Regions from separate parts of the Gossypium hirsutum genome. Here region 1 is linked to region 2. Evidence: chromatin contacts called from public Hi-C data. All regions are on one chromosome and are shown on one strand. The core of a region is the stretch at or near the end of the contact, and the rest is flanking DNA. Distances in the headings are between cores, read along the strand shown. Region 1 holds the start of LOC107893634 (tafazzin). Region 2 holds the start of LOC107893629 (luminal-binding protein 5).

Region 1 (4,544 bases), core at 1,428-3,927, 280 kb after region 2:
CAAGTATTGATGCGCTTATTCAAAGGAGCAAAAGTCCCTGTCTAAGAGTAGACATAGCATAATTGAGCGGAGTTGATTGCACGCCTAGAAATAGGGTGAAAAGATTTTGCCAGATTAGGGTGAAACCTAATAAGGAAATCCATAGATCGAGTTAATGCAACACTAGGGAGTTAATTAGAAAGAGATTTCAATTAATCAACCTAGGGTTAGACGTTGTTAGTCTCGAGAGAGATAATAATATAAATTAGGGATTTCTACGGATCAAGTCAAGTGAATAAATCGTCTGATTTAGAGTCAATAACAAGTGAAGTCTAGGTGGATTTTTCCCTTAGGTATTGTCCAAATCATTCAATTTTCCCAAAAGTTATTTCCCCAATTTACTTTCTGTGCATTCTTAGTTTAGTAATTAGTTTACATAAAACAAACCCCTTTTTATTTTTAGGCTAGATAATAAAAAGAAAGTTAATACTAGTACTTTTAGTTTCTTTGGGTTCGACATCCCGGTCTTACCATAAGCTATACTACTGTTCGATAAGGTGTGCTTGCCTTTGTCGTGATAATAGCTAGTTTTCAAGAATGAACATTCATAAATTATAAAACTTATCACGATTCACACACGATCAGATGTTATACTTGGTCATTTTGGATAATGTTTGTAAATGAGGTATAAGTTAATATTGGTACTTATATAAATATGTTTTGGGTTATAGCTATTAAATGGTATATTTTGGTTGAAATTAGTTTAATCTTATATTTGGTTCAAATGGTGGCTTTTGAATTAATTTGGATATTATGGTTAAAGTATTTATAAAAATAAATAGGTTAGGTCATTAGATTGATTAATTTATGAAATGTATGTTATTTAATTGTGTAATGTTTATATTTGAATTGCAATGACTGGTAATACTCTATAATTCTGTTTCGGCGATGGATAAAAGTTTTAAGGTGTTACAATTCAAACTTTCAAGATTGCTTTGCAATTGTAAAACCTCAAAGGTAGTTACGCACGGACAAAAAAATGAGAAGGAGCAACTAATTTAAAGTGCAGGAATACAATAATGTTAGAAATTAAAATATAGGCATAGTAGAAAGAACAAAGCTATAAAATATGACCCATTTCTCTTACAAGGTTGAAGGAATGAAAATCAATAGTACGTGTAAAGAAAAGAAGGCCAGTTGGACCTTTCTCTTTACAATAGTTTATAGATTATGTATTTTATAAATATCATCTTGGATTGTAAACTCAATGACACCGGTCATATACGTCTACCATTTAAAATATAAGATAAAGACTAGATATATTATTTTCAAAGATAAGAATATACCATATATCTAAAAATAATGCTAACATATTCAAGTTTAATGGATTTTCAATCCTCTATAATCTGACTAAGTTAGAGATGAATTTCATTCAAAAAAAAAAAGGAAGTTAAGAGATGAATTAACATGACCATAGTTCCAAGCAATCACTAGAAGAAAAGAGTTTGGGATAGATTTTTAAATTTCAAAATGTTTTATTAGAATTTTCCATTAGCCTAACTTTGGTGTTAAATGCTAATTAAAATATATGAAGTGGAGTTTATTTAAATTAGAGGGGTCAAATTTTAATTGAATTTAATGTGTTAAAAAAAAAGTTGCAAAATGGGGAACAGTGTTGACAGCAAAGCCTACATGTGGATTTGAGTCTCATAGATTACCTACTTTATAGCGTATGCAGGATGGTGATTTACTCTTATCATGGACATGCGATTTGGAAAAAAAGAAGAAGGTTCATATCAAATCCAAGCTAACCTCAAGCCTAACTGTTGGGCTGATAGAAGGATATAATTTATATCATGACTCAATTAAAATTATAAAATTTGAAGAGTAATTTAGAATATCTATCATAGTTTAGAGAGCTTTTTTTGATGCACTGTTAACCAACAAGTTTCACTCAAAACATATGGTCATGGATTCCATCAAGGAACCTCAACCTACAAAAAAAACAAAAAAAGCATTCGTTAATTTTTTTTTCTACTTTTTTCTGTTGGTTTTACTATTCATATTTAGGAGTTTTTTAAATAATGTTTTTAAAGATTAAATGTGTTTTTTCTTTTAAAAGTGTAATATGCCTTATTACTATATCCAATAATTATTGGTAATATTCGATAAATTTTTATAATGTTTATATTTGATAAATTTTTTTATATATTTTTTAAATTTTCTATAATTTATATATTTTAAAGGGAGAAAATTGGTCCTTCTAAAAAAACATAAAGAGCAAATTTGAAATTGAGCAGATTAATCTCTTTAAAAAAATCGAAGCAATTTAATCCGTATTTATATGTAAATTTTGAGGGTTAAATTAATTATTCTATCAATCAAAATTATATAAAATTGACAAAAAAATATTAAGTTAATAAATTATTCTTAGTTACTTATTTTTTAAAATTATCAAGGATTAAATTGCTTTGATTTTCTCAAAAGGGACCAATTTGTTCAATATTGAAATTGAAAAGGATTGGAGATATCATATTAAAGATTTTAAAAGTTATTTTTATTTTTTATCTAGATGTGCAATGTGGCGATTATTTATTGGTTGGAGGAGATAGTCGGGTTTTTTTACCGGCATTACAAAAGTCAATGGTTTTTCAAAATTCTTTAAATACCAAATTGAAACAACCGAATACTATAGGGGCAAATAATGTATTTAGCCTCATTTTTTAACAATAAAAACCGAGCAAAATTAACCGAAGTGGAGTTAGGTCGGTTTAATGGATAAACCAAAGTTTGCTCAAAACCTCGCCGCCTAGTCCTACTGCGTTTTCTTGTCACTTATTTCTTGTGTTCCGTTCCCTACACTCGCGCTTTTCTCTGCTTTCACCAGATCAAAAGGAAATTCAAAAGAAATAAAGATTGTAAAAATAAGAATCTTTATTTCGCAACTGAGAACTCTGCCCAGGAAAAAGCCGACGCAATGGCCGTACAGCGGTTAGACAGAGGCGATCTATGGAAGAACAAGGCTCGCGTTTTGCAACTCCAGCTCAGGCAGCGCTTCAGGGTGGCAGTCGATCGCCACCGTCCTTCAGTCCTTGCTGATCGTTACTTCTCCTCCTCGGTTCAGCGCTGGCTCCGTCGCTTCCGCGACTTCCGTCGCGATTCTCTCCCTTCTTCCTCCTCTTTCTACCGTAAAAAAGGTCGCTTTTCCTGCGCTGGGTTTCATGTCTTCGATCTATTTATGATTTTTTTGCTTTGTAGCAGTTTTATTTCCTTTAAATTTTTTTTAATTTACTATCAAAGGATGCAAAGAAGTAATTGTTAGAAAGTAAAATGACCTTTTTGCCCTCTCAGTTATTTCTAATTTCATAATTTGAAGATTTAAAAATTTCTTTGAATTGAATTCTTAGCTTACCAATTTAAGTTTCTGGTCTTATAGTGAGTAAAGACTTTGACGTGGAGGTGGATTCAGCTATTTTTCGAATGCTTCAGGCTGTTGCGGTTCCTTTGATTGGAAATGTTTGCCATGTTTTCATGAATGGTCTCAATCGTGTCCAAGTACGTACGCTTTTGTGTGATTGAGAAAATTCTGTAGTGTTCTTTGCAGGTATTTCACAGTTTCTAGGAACTAATGCATGTTCTCTAACGTGGCAGGTTTATGGCCTTGAAAAATTACATGATGCTTTGCTTAATAGACCCAAGAACAAGCCCCTTATAACGGTATAAGCCATGGTTTTTACTTTTTGTCAGTTTTCGCTTTTGTGTCATTCATCGGTGTTATGTTATGTTATGTTGAGTCCTATGCTGATGAAGGAATGTTTCTTTGCAGGTAAGCAATCATGTTGCTTCTGTGGATGATCCGTTTGTCATTGCTTCACTGCTTCCTCCCAGAGTTCTTCTTGATGCTCAGAACTTGAGATGGACCCTGTGTGCATCAGATCGATGCTTCAGTAATCCCGTGACGTCAGCATTCTTTCGATCTGTAAAAGTGTTGCCAGTTTCTCGTGGTGATGGGATTTACCAGATGGTACATCTTTTAAATTTTGGCATATTCTTAGCAAGTATGGAACAGTGTGTGTTGAGTAAGAATCAAGTCGATAAGTATACATCATGCAAGTGCATAGAATCAATGTTACAAGGAATGTGGATATGTTTTGTAAGGGGAATGAAAATTAGAGCACAATCGCTACTTAAATGAAACCTAATTTGATAGTATGGTTTTCTCTAGTTCGTTTAGTAGGAATGAAATATGATTATTGGAACATAAAACCTTATTTTTTGGAACTTATACATACGAATTTTATGTTCATATAAAATACACAATTCTCAATTCCGAAGTTAGTGGATTGTTTTGTTTTACCCAATAATCTTATAATAAACTATACATTAATCAGATCATTAGTTTTACTAAATCGGATCGCTAGTGTTCCTTGATTAGGATTGTGTATCAATGTGAAAATGGTTGGAAAGATAGCGATTTGTGGTATACATTGTTGAGATGAGGAACGTTTAACTGAAGGTGGAAAACAAAGAAGACGGATATATTATTGGCTTTTGAATGTCTTTGA
Region 2 (4,250 bases), core at 1,031-3,530:
TTGTCGTTGGTTATGGTGATCGATTGCGCTTTCTTTGCTGCTTTGTCCTCTGCTGTCACATGGAGGATGCCATTGGCATCAACCTCAAAGGTCACTTCTATTTGGGGAACACCCCTGCAATGGTTTAGTAGTAGAAACAATTTGTTAATATGCGAACCTGAAAAAAAAAATGCAATGGTCATATTAGGAATATGAAACTCACCTTGGAGCAGGTGGAATGCCTGTTAGATCAAACCTTCCGAGTTCTCGACAATCTTTTGTCAAGCTTCTCTCTCCTTCATAGACCTGGAATTTTGTAAAAGCAACTAGCTTCAGTTATCACTTATCAAATCATTCTTCAAAACACAAGATGCGTTCGCCATTGCCATTGATTGGTTTACCTTGATGGAAACTGTGGATTGCTGGTCTTGATATGTGGTGAAAACCTGAGATTTCTTAGTTGGGATAACAGTGTTCCTTGGGATCAACTTAGTCATCACACCACCTACTGTTTCAATGCCGAGACTCAAGGGAGCAACATCAAGAAGAAGAATGTCTGCAAAATCAACCAAAAAAATAAAACAGAGAGGAAATCTTGTTAAGATTTCGAAGCCAAGACAATTTCATGCAAAATCAATGAAAACGTAGCAATACCCTTGGTTTCTTCGCCGCCTTCACCGCTTAAAATTCCACCCTGAACCGCAGCACCGTAGGCTACCGCCTCGTCTGGATTGATACCCTTGTTGGGCTCTTTGCCATCAAATAAGTCCTTCAACAATTGTTGAACTTTCGGAATTCGAGTGCTGCCTCCAACAAGCACAATTTCATTAATATCAGACGTCTTCAAATTTGCATCCTCCAAAGCCTTCTTCACCGGTCCTAGAGTTTTCTTAAACAAGTCCATGTTCAACTCCTCGAATCTTGCCCTTGTTAGTGGCTCAGAAAAATCAACCCCATCAAACAATGACTCAATCTCAACTCTAACTTGATGTTGACTGCTCAATGCTCTCTTTGCTCTTTCACATTCCCGACGAAGCTTCCCTAAAGCCTTGTTATCCTTGCTGATATCTTTGTTATATTTCCTCTTGATCAACTTGATGAAATAATCCATTACTCTATGATCAAAATCTTCCCCTCCCAAATGGGTGTCTCCACTTGTTGAAAGAACTTCAAAAACTCCATTATCAATAGTTAAAATACTAACATCAAATGTACCACCGCCAAGATCATAAACCAAAATGTTTTTCTCTCCACCTTTCTTGTCCAATCCATACGCAATGGCCGCCGCAGTAGGCTCATTGATGATCCGAGCCACATTTAACCCCGCAATGGTGCCCGCATCTTTAGTAGCCTGCCTTTGTGCATCGTTGAAATATGCTACAAAAAATCAAAACCCAGAATTCATTAAACCATTTTCATGTAAATAAATGGTTCTAAAGTTCATATAATAAAAGATCAAAACAACAAGGAGATTTTAATCATACCAGGAACAGTAATAACAGCATCCTTAATCTTCTTTCCCAAGTAAGCTTCAGCTGTTTCCTTCATTTTTGTCAAAACCATAGCACTGATTTCCTCGGGGCTGAAAACTTTAGTCTCACCTTTAACCTTGACTTGAATATATGGCTTCCCATCTTTATTGACCACCTTGTAAGGCAAGAACTTTATATCTCTTTGAACCTCTGGGTCGTTGAATCTACCATTAAAGCCAAACACCCAAAGTTCAATTCATCTCCACAAAAAATGGAGAAACTTGAAATAATAATCAAACTACTTTAACCTTGCTTTTATTACTTACTTTCTTCCAATGAGACGTTTAACATCAAAGATGGTGCGTTCTGCATTGAGAGCCGCTTGATTCTTGGCGGCCTCTCCAATCAAACGCTCTGAATCAGTGAATGCAACCCATGAGGGGGTGATTCTATTCCCTTGATCATTGGCTATAATCTCAACGTGACCATTCTTGTAAACTCCCACACATGAATACGTTGTGCCCAGGTCGATTCCAATCACCGTTCCTACCTTGGAATCATTTGATGCTACTGCAATTCCTAATAAGAATTCTGCTTGACAACAAAAACAAAGGAAGCTAGGAAAACAGAGCAACTCCATTGAAAACGAATTTTTAGCTAAGCAAAGAGAAGAAAGTCTTTCTATATACCTGACATAAAGAGAAATAAAACCCAAAGCGCCTTGTTTTTTGCCACCATTGCTGCTTTTGATTCTCTGCAATTTAGTGGGAAAATCGAACTTTTTAAACTTTTAACCTCTGGCTTTTGTGTTCAGTGAAGAAACGAGTTGAAAGGGTAGTATATTTATATAAGAGGGGGCGTGTTCCGTGCTAGAGTGTTCGACCCAATGATAGAATGTCACCTTTTCAAATCGATGCATTTTCTGTTGGCGATCTCGCAAGGTAACACATCTTATGTCCAATTGAAACTTGACACGTGTAAATGTAGAATTTCACCGTGCTCTCAGGAATGTTCATGAATGAAATGGCGGGATCAGCGGTTAAAAGAACTCAAAATTTTCAGTCATAATAAAATTTCATTTTATTATTATTTAAGTTAAAATGCTATTACTAACAGCAAATATTAATATAAGAATATTTTGTCTTTTTATATTGAGTTGATACACTGTTTTATATCTATATTTGGTTTCTGTTTTTTTTTTTAGTATCTCAATTTAGTAATGTTTCATTTCATACCTAAGCTTTAAGTACTTAAGCTTAAGCTTGAACTCAATGTTTAGTTTAGTACTTAATTTTTTTATATTAATTAAGTATTTATATTTTTTTTAGACTTAATTTACGATTTGACTTCTAAAACAGGGGTGAAGCTAAAATAAATATTTAGAGGGGTCGGATAAAATTTTAATTTTTTATAGTCTATATCTTTATAATTTGTAAATGATTAAATCAAATTTTTATAATTTTAGAGGGGTTAAAATGTAATTTTACCTTTTTTAATTTAAAATTTTTAAAAAATTTTAAGGGCCAAAAGAGTAAATTTGCAGTTTAGGGGGGCCGGGGCCGGGGCCCATGCCAACCCCTAGCTTCTCCCCTATTCTAAAGTATACTCATTTTCTCACTTTGATACCTAATTTTTTTTGTCCCAATTTTGTGCCTAAAATACACTAAAATTCTCAATTTGGTATCTAAAGCATGCCTCCATTATATTTTTTAATTCATTTTAAACAAACATTAAGAAAAAATTTTATAGCCAATCACAAAGCATCACGTGATACCTTTATGTTAAAAAATAAATATTTTCGTTTATTAAATGGATATACACATTAAAAAAAATATAAAAATAAAAATAAAAATATATAATATTTAGAATATATATAAAATATAGAAAAACTATTAAAAATACGATAATCGAAAAGAAATTAGTTGAAATTAATAATATTATTACAAAAATGTAAAAAAAAGTTTAAAAATTTTTTTTATTATATAATTTTAAAATATAGAAATCTAAAATTTTATATAAATTTCAAGCTTTTTTTTTCCAATTACTTGAAAATTTAATATATATTTTTATTTTTAGAACATTTTTTTAATTTTTATATATTATTTTGACTTTTTAGAATTTTATAAAAAATTATTTTTAAAATTTTAAGACTATATATATAATACTAAAAATTAAAAAAAGGACATGAGACGTGTTCTAATAACACCACATGGATGATCAACACCAGTCAACGGCCGGTCAAAGCCAAAAATGTTTTTTAATATTTAAATATTTAATATTATAATTTTTTATTTTAAATTTAAATTTAAATTTAATGTTTTTATTCTAAATAAATCTAAGTGTCATGTGACATTTTTCATTGGCCAAAATATGCCACATGGTGCTTTTTCATTGGCCAAATATGTCTAACGAATTTTTTTTCTAACATCCATTACACAGTAGACCAAAAATAGAGGAAATTGACACTTTAGGTACTAAATTGGGACAAAAAAAAAGGTTTAGGTACCAAAGTAAGAAAATGGGTATACTTTAGGGGCAAAATCATGAATTAATTCTTTTTTACTAGAGTCCACATGTCAAATATTTATTGGCCTGCATGATATTGTTTAGTTTGAGTACTGAATTGAACGTTGAAGCCAACTTAGGTACCAAATTGGAAAAAAAAAACCTGGACACTAAAATGAACATTAAAGCTAAATATAGGTACCAAATGGCATATTAACCCTTTTATCTTTTTATAAAATATTACTATAGTGAAATTATTGGTTTTTATTTTTCCGGTTATCTACTGGAACGAGT

The links. Hi-C and Micro-C count contacts between places; a contact is called where the count stands out from the background.
Region 1: a contact with region 2 is called in a Hi-C map of leaf, with 2.8 times the contacts expected there. The contact joins the promoter of LOC107893634 here to the promoter of LOC107893629 in region 2. A contact is called at or near these places in 2 of 34 Hi-C or Micro-C datasets (both in leaf).

What each region holds. Positions count from the first base shown.
Region 1 is chrA13:77,175,878-77,180,421 of Gossypium_hirsutum_v2.1, forward strand. LOC107893634 (tafazzin) reads left to right here and starts at 2,678. Exons shown (of 7, transcript XM_016818674.2): 1 at 2,678-3,176; 2 at 3,416-3,534; 3 at 3,631-3,696; 4 at 3,806-4,003. The coding sequence starts at 2,957.
Region 2 is chrA13:76,893,681-76,897,930 of Gossypium_hirsutum_v2.1, forward strand. LOC107893629 (luminal-binding protein 5) reads right to left here and starts at 2,281. Exons shown (of 8, transcript XM_041085009.1): 1 at 2,141-2,281; 2 at 1,778-2,042; 3 at 1,464-1,675; 4 at 1,234-1,356; 5 at 634-1,146; 6 at 381-535; 7 at 203-285; 8 at 1-114. The coding sequence starts at 2,189.